2 separate regions of the Sus scrofa genome follow, and region 1 is linked to region 2. Evidence: chromatin contacts called from public Hi-C data. All regions are on one chromosome and are shown on one strand. Each heading gives the region's core, a stretch centred on a gene start, on an enhancer-like site or on the middle of the called end of the contact. The rest is flanking DNA. Distances are from core to core; before and after follow the strand shown. Region 1 overlaps RXRA (retinoic acid receptor RXR-alpha). Region 2 overlaps RXRA (retinoic acid receptor RXR-alpha).

Evidence for each region. Hi-C and Micro-C count contacts between places; a contact is called where the count stands out from the background.
Region 1: a Hi-C map of liver shows a contact between it and region 2, with 2.0 times the contacts expected there. The contact joins two enhancer-like sites. A contact is called at or near these places in 1 of 5 promoter capture datasets (liver), 3 of 47 Hi-C or Micro-C datasets (epiblast stem cells and liver) and 1 of 2 datasets of contacts at active chromatin or transcription factors (skeletal muscle).

What each region holds. Positions count from the first base shown.
Region 1 is chr1:273,791,485-273,795,275 of Sscrofa11.1, forward strand. RXRA (retinoic acid receptor RXR-alpha) reads left to right here. Exons shown (of 10, transcript XM_021071603.1): 9 at 868-973; 10 at 2,555-3,791. The coding sequence ends at 2,702. Among named protein-coding and RNA genes, the nearest start is that of RXRA, 95 kb to the left of the region's middle. Within about 2 kb of position 1,892, at least 38 of the 83 cell types and tissues checked have an H3K27ac peak or open chromatin away from gene starts, as enhancers often do. A contact at or near this core is called in liver, where this site is marked.
Region 2 is chr1:273,731,464-273,734,914 of Sscrofa11.1, forward strand. All of the region lies in intron 1 of RXRA (retinoic acid receptor RXR-alpha), which reads left to right. Among named protein-coding and RNA genes, the nearest start is that of RXRA, 34 kb to the left of the region's middle. Within about 2 kb of position 1,333, at least 7 of the 83 cell types and tissues checked have an H3K27ac peak or open chromatin away from gene starts, as enhancers often do. A contact at or near this core is called in liver, where this site is marked.

The DNA of each region.
Region 1 (3,791 bases), core at 642-3,141, 61 kb after region 2:
CATTCGCTCTGGGCCATGGGCCTGTGCCGGACGTCAGGCAGCCTGGGCTGGGCTGTGTGGGACCCCTCGCCCTGGGCCTCGGAGGACCTGACAGTGGGCCTGTCCCATGGCTGAGCCTCCAGGCGCTACAGCGGCTTCAGACCAGCAATGGGTTGGTGGGGCTGCCCTGGCCTCTGGTCCCTTTGCCACCAGGAGGGACCACCTCCCCCAGCTGAGGCCAGATTTGGGGCTGTGTGAGCCCGAATCCTGATGCCCAGTGGTGGGTGCTGTCGGGGACAGTGAGGAGAGAAGCTGGCCCAGCGTCAGTTTGGGGGTGACTGCGGGAGAGGACGGAGCCCTGCCCGGCCTGGGGGCTCCCCCTGCTTCAGATGCCTGGGACTCGCCAGGACAACCCGGTCGGCCCTTGCTCCTGTGGCCTCATCCCTGGGCCTGGAGGTTTGGGCGGCTCTGGTGCTGGCATCTGTGTCCACAGGCAGAGCCCCTTCCACACTGGGCTCCGGCCCCAGGGTCCCCGGGCTCAGGATGGCCTCATGGCCGCTCTGCCCCCACCCCTGACCCGGGAGGGGCCTGGCTGCTTCAGGAAGAGACTGTGAACCCTTCTTTCGGGTCTGAGGGCCTCAGACCCAGGGCTGCAGAAGCTTGAGAGTTGACCCGATTGCTGTGATGGCCAGGAGCTGGCAGGGCAGGTCAGCCCCCTTTTCAGAGGGGGGAGCTGAAGGACAGGAGCTCAGGGACTGGGCCAAGGTCAGGTGGCCAGCGAGCGGCAGGGTGGGCCTCCCGTGCAGGGCAGCCTCGTCCCAGTGGGTCTGTGGGTTCCTGGGGCAGCTTCCCAGGGGGCTCTGACCTGCGGTCCCTGCTCCCTCGCAGACTCCAAGGGACTCTCGAACCCGGCCGAGGTGGAGGCCCTTCGCGAGAAGGTCTACGCGTCCCTGGAGGCGTACTGCAAACACAAGTACCCCGAGCAGCCCGGAAGGTGAGCCCCGGACCGACCTCAGGGTCTCCCTCCAGGCCCCTGCCCAGGCAGGGCCACCCCCAGCCCTCAGACATGCGGGTGGGTTAGAAGGCGTTGCCCCTCGTCTGTCCAGGGCCTTGCTCCTGGCCCCACGCACACACTCTCACACTTCCCTGCAGCCCCACCGAAAGGATGGGCCCTGTGCCGGCACATAGTAGGTAACGTGTCCCTGCCCAAAGAGGCGGGGCCCTGGTTGCTCGTCTCTAGCAGGGACAGTGCCAGCACACAGTAGGTGCTTTGTAGACAGGTGCAGAGTAGATGGCCGAGGCGTGGCCTGGGTGCAGAGCTTGACTCCCTCTGCCAACTGCAGGCCCTGGAAGGGCTGGAATTGTCTCTTTTCTGGGTCCACAGTGCCAGGCGCACAGCGGGTGTCTGGGTGAGGGGGAGGTCGGTGGCTTCGCGGCCTTTCAGGTCTCCTGTCCTGATCGGACCCGCTTCCTCCCAAAGGGGGTCTCCTGGGAGCGGGTGGGGGTCCCCCCCAGCCCCAGGCCTCCCTCTCCCCCTTCCCACCCCACCGACCGGCGCGCACAGGGTTACCCGCCCTGCTCGGCCTCATCTGGTTTGGTTTAAAGTGAGACTTCCCGGAGGAGGAGGGGGAGGGGAGGGGGAGGGGCAGCAGGCCCGTCTGTTTTTCCTGGCCTCCGGCCCCAGCCCATCTCGCCAGCTCAGCAGAAAACGGCTCGTTCCCTGGCCCTGCTCCAGCCTCTAAGCCGCGCTTTTGCCTTTAAAACACGGGTTGTGTTGCAGCCAAGCACGGGGCTGTCCCCCTGAAATACAGACATTGTTAATAATTAATGAGGCCCCGGGGGTCCCCGGAGGGTCGTGCGGAGAGAGCTGGCAGCACGCGGGCTGGGGACGAGGAGGGGCAGACGTGGGTGTTCCTGGAGGGACCTCTGGCCCCGTCCCCACACGGCCCTGTCCTTGGCGGCAGAGCCACTGAGCCTGGCTTTCCTCCTCCAAGAGCCCCCCAGAGGCTCCCCCATCAGTGTCCTCCCCCGAAACTGCCCCGGGGGAGGGCCCGGCCTGCAGAGGCTTCCCTCCCACCTGCCCTCCTGGCAGCCAGCAGAGCCCCCCGAAGGTGAGGGCTGGTGGGGGCGCCCTGGAGCTGGTCCTTTCTGAGAAGGGCCTGTCGCTCAGGCTCCAGGGCTGCTTCCCCCGCAGGCCTCCCTCGGCCAGCGGCAGGGCTGCGACTCAGAGCAGCCCTTGTGGTTCTCCCTCCTGCTTAAAACCCTGCCGCGGCTCCCTGCGGCCCTGGGAGGAAGCCCACGTGTTTTGACGTTGCCCAAAGCCCTGTCCAGCCCGGCCCCGTCCAGCCGCCGTCTCCCCCTGGCCCTTCCTCCGGGATCTCCGCCCCGAAGGGCTTCTTTCCAGGTCTGCACCCCCCTCTGCGCTCCCGGCCGCCGGGCCGCCTGCCGCCTTCTCTGCCCAGAGCCGTCCTGCCTCCGAGGCTCCGCTCAGGCGGCCCCCAGCCCAGCGGCGGCAGCGCCCGGGGCTGGGCGGGGGGCCGTGGCCCGGGCCCCTCACGCGGCTCGGCTCCCGCAGGTTCGCCAAGCTGCTGCTGCGCCTGCCGGCTCTGCGCTCCATCGGCCTCAAGTGCCTGGAACACCTCTTCTTCTTCAAGCTCATCGGGGACACGCCCATCGACACCTTCCTCATGGAGATGCTGGAGGCCCCCCACCAAATGACCTAGGCCCGCGGGCCGCCCTCCGCCTGGCCGCCGGCCGCTCTTCTCAGCCAGCTCGTCTGCCCCCGCTCGCCTGGCTGTTTGGACTCCGGGAGTGGCCCGTCCCTGCTAAGCCTGAGATGTGCTGCCACCCTGTTACCTTCCATTCTGCTCGTCTGGACCGGGCAGCGGCTTTCCTGGGGCGGCCGCTGGAGTGGCAGGAGCCGGCGGGAGCCCCGGCCAGGCCCGCCAGGCTCTCCCCGGGGGACGCCCGGGGGACTCACGGGTCTTGGGCCCCTGGCCCTGGAGCTGCCCCCCCGTCAGAGGGCAGCTTCGTTCGGTCACGGTTGTCGCTGGTTTGGGAAGTCTCCCGTGCGAGGTCCTCTGTGTGGGGTGCCCTGCCTTCGCGGCCCGCCAGCCCGGGCCCACCCACCAGCAGGAGGAGGGGACGGGTGGGGTGGGGGGGCGGGCGTTTCATGGAGGAAGGCCCCTCCTGGCCCCCAGGGAGAGGAGAGGGGCTCGGGGGCGGGTGGCCTCGCCTTCCCTCAGAGCCAAGGGTGAGGAGCCACCCCCTTTTCCAAAGATGACTTTCCGCTTCACCCCCGAGCCAATCAGAACAGGAGCCGACCTCTGCGCAGGGCTGGGGCCACCTCAAGGCTGCAGAGACGGGGGTCGCCCACCCCCACCTCCGCTTTCCCTTTGCGTTGTCGTGGTTTCAGCTTCTTGCCCAACGTGGGCCCGCACACCCCAGGGTGCCCCCGATCTTCCACGGCCGGCCCCTGGGCCTGGAGGGCTGGCCTGCTGTCTGCCCTTCCTGGAACCCCTGGGGGGGGCTAGGCCGACTCGGGCTCTGCTGACCTCTCAAGGCCAGAGGTCACCCCCCAGCAGGCCCACGGGGATGGAGGGAGGAGGGTTGGTCCTTGGGCAGCCGTGTCCAAGGATGGAGAGCTGGAGGGACGTGTGGGCACAGCCGGGGCTTGGGGGGTGGGGAGGCCTCGGTCCAGAGCTCTCTGGGGCACAGACCCCTGGCGGGCTCTTCGGATCAGGGCCCTTGAGTGCCAGCATCCTCAGCTGGATGCCCCTTGGCGTCCGGTCTGGGTGACGGAGCCCCGAGTG
Region 2 (3,451 bases), core at 83-2,582:
CAGGCTGGGCAGCTGAGCTCCCCAACTGGCTCGGCTGATAGGGGGCAGGGAGGCCTATTAACCGAATGGCTGACGGTGAAAACCAGCTGGACCCTCGTGGGTCAGGAGACATGGGGCCCACGCCTCCCACTCCCCAGTCTGTTTCCTGATCTGCCCTTGGGGGCTGGGAAGCTGAACGGTCCCCCAGCTCCACCAGCCGCGGGAATCACTGCTTGTCGCTTTGGGTCCCTCTTCTCTGGCTTGGGCTTTGCCTCTCGGTGAATTACGGGAGAAGCACAGGCCCACGGTTAGGGGGCTGCAGAGCCCAGGAGGACGGGTGGGACGGTGGCCGTCCTCAGAGAGGTTTCGCAGCATCATCTGTGGTCGGGGCCCGGGGCCCAGAGGTCGGGTCCTGGCGCCCCCTGCCCCCCACCCCCAGGACTCCACCTTCAGGACTCAGTGGCCCGAAGGGTGGCAGGTCCTTGCAACACTGCAGAGGCAGGTAGGGACCTGGCCGGTTGTGCAACCTGCAGCTCTTTGGGGAATGCTGCCCCGGGCCCCTGCTCTGCCCTGCCCTGGAGTCTGTGTTTTTTGGAAAGTGTCGTGGCAGCCTGATCCCAGGGGAGCAGAGGCTGTGAGGAGGCTGCGCCCAGGTGTCAGATAAGCCCTTGGCTGGGAGTGGGCACAGCCAGGTTTGGGGGGACGAGTCTGGGATGGCCCTGGACCTTGGTGCCCCCTGGGGAGAGGCAGGGTATGCCCGCGGGGAGCGGAGCCAGGCCCACCAGAGGAGCCAGGGCTCTGGGAAAGCGTGAGGCCTGCTGGTCTTTGTCCCTTCCCTGCTACCCCTGGCGGGCGGGGGCCTCCTGGGGAAGCTGCCCGACTGTCGTCCGACTTCCCAGCGCCCCCCACCGCGTGTGGCTGAGAGGGCTGCTCCCTGGGGGGTGCAGGGTGAGGCGTTAGTGGGCCGCCCTCGCTGGGGAGCAGCGGCGGGAGGGCGCGCTCCGTAACCGCCCTGAACCTTGGTTTCCACGTCCCTGGGTCAGGAAGGATAGACTGCCCCTTGCGGGTCCCTGTGAGCGCGTGGCCGTGGGTCTGGGGTCCCGGGGCCCAGCCCTGTGTTGGACGTGAGAAAAGAGCTCCGGCGGGCGGTGGGCTCGCAGACTCCAGAGTCCTCACGGCACGCTGGCCACACGGCCCTGCAGATGTGGGGGCGGGGGGGGGGGCTCGGCCAGCAGCTGCTTTGCACAGAAACGCACAGCTTCCCAGCCCCCCGCCCCCGACCCCGTGTGGCTGAGAGGGCTTTGCACAGAGGAGGCTGGGGCCCCACCCCCAAGTGAAGGCCCCGTTGTCCCTGTGCCCTGCTTGATGACACGGGGACAATCCGGTTCAGTGGCTCCGGGCTTCGGACGGGGGAGGGTGGCCTTTCTCATCACCGGCCTGCCGTGCGCGGCCACAGCAGTTGGGAAGGGTCCCCCCCCCTTGCCTGGGGCCTGCTCAGCCCCCACCCTATGAGGGGGGGTGTCTCCCTGGGGCCCCCTCACCCGCCTCCCTCCCAGCCCAGCATCCCTGCAGGTGGCCCCGGACCTGGGAGCTCAGGCCCTGCCCTGGGCACGCCCCTTGGCAGCCTGGGGTGGGGGGCCCAGCAGGGCTGGGGGCGGGGAAGGCACCGGGAGGGCGGAAACTAAACAAAGCAAAGCAAAGCGAGAACCCACCCCAACCCACCCAGCCCGCGCCCGCCGGCTTATCTGCGTCCGCAAGGCCTGACGCAACGGCGAGCAGCTCGGCGGGTTGAGAAACGCGATGAACTGATAGTCGCCTCGGCGCTGAGTCTGGGGCAGTTGGACGGGTTTGGGTCCCGCCCGGGGGGAGGGCCTTCCCCGCTGCGGGAGCGGCGCGTGCGCCCTTCCACCCGCTCCCCCGGGGGCAGGGGTCTCCTTCGGCCCCCGTCGTGCAGCCGGCGAGCAGGTTCCTCCTCGGCCCCTGGCGTGGGGTTGGGAGAGCTCGTGTGTCTGCTGGGGTCGTGTCCCGTGAGGGCAGAGGGCCGCGTGGCAGGCCCGGCAGCAGGTGGAGGGGAGCGTGGGAGCTTCTGGGGCCCCGGGGACCCCATGCCCACCAGGCGCCTGAGGCCTGAGCAGGTTCTAGGGAGGGATTTCTGTTAACCGGAACCTTCCAGAACACAGCTGTGCCAGAGGCAAGCAGGAAGGATCACCCTCGGGTCAGAGCCCATGTCGTTACAAAGGGGGCGTCGGAGCTCCCTGGCGGCACGGTGGGTTCAGGATCTGGCGTTGTCCCTGCTGTGGCTCAGGTTTGAACCCTGGCCTGGGAACCTCTGTGGGGCCGGGGTGTGGATGAAAAAGAAAAAGGGGTGTAAATCACGGCTTCTCCATCGGATTCTCAGGTGTGCCCCGCAACCTGTGGCCTGTCTCATCACAGGATGGGCTGCGGGGGCAGTTCCTGGCAGACCCACGGTCAGCAGCGAGAAGAGATGGCGGAGAAGGAGGCCTGGGCCCCCGTGGTGGTCCGTGGGGCCCAGGGATGCAGAGAGCCGGGCGGGAGGACCGTCGTGTGTGGCCTGGGATCCTTCTGGCGCTCCGGGGCGTGGGGGGAGTGAGATGCAACCCCCCGCCCCTCCATCTGTTTTCGTGGACAAACCCTGGTCCCCTGTCCACCTGAGCGTTGTGTCCTTCAGAGGGGGTCCCCGTGGGAGGCTCTGTGTCCCTTCTGGGCACAGCCCCCACCGAGGAAGGAGCCAAGTGTAACTCCTTTCCCGTGTCAGAGCCAAAGCCGCCAAGTGCTGCGCGGGCCAGGCCGGTACCCTCGCCAGGTGAGTGTCCTGGTCCAAGGAGCCGTGAGCTAGGCAGGAGGCCGGCCGGGTGGTCAGCGGCCACTTTCAGGCAGGAGGTAGGCGCGGGTAGCTGCAGTCCAGGGTAAAAGGACCTCTCTCCACCTGGGCTGGGCTGGAGCTTGCGGGCGGGCTTCCTGGAGGCGGTGGCAGGGGAATGGAGGGGAAACAGCAAATGCAAAGGCAGTGTGAGGGGAGTTTGGGGTTCGTGTGGGGAGAGCAAGACCTGAGGCCGGGCTGGTCCAGAGGGCCTGCAGTGGGTCTGGACTTGCAGTGGGTCTGAGGGAGCCCTGGGCGTGTTGTGTGCTGGAGCCAACAAGATCTGGTTCCAGAGAATTCTCCAGGAATCTGGCTTTCCAGGCTTCTGTTTGGGTGCTGTTTCAGGAGAGCAGGGCCGCCCCCAGGCTTGCTGTCAGCAGGCCAGGGCAGGGCTGCTCAGCCCTGCCAGAGACAGGCCATTCTGGGGCAGGGCAGGCCCGGGCCCGGGCTGGGGTCTCGGCGAGGCGGTGGCAGCAGCCTCGGGAATGCTGGCAGGTCTGAGCCTGGCCTGTGTGCCTGTGGGCTGAAGGCCAGGAGCCCCGCAGTTGGCAATTCACTGCTGTGGCCTGGGGGGGGGGGCAGGGGCAGCGT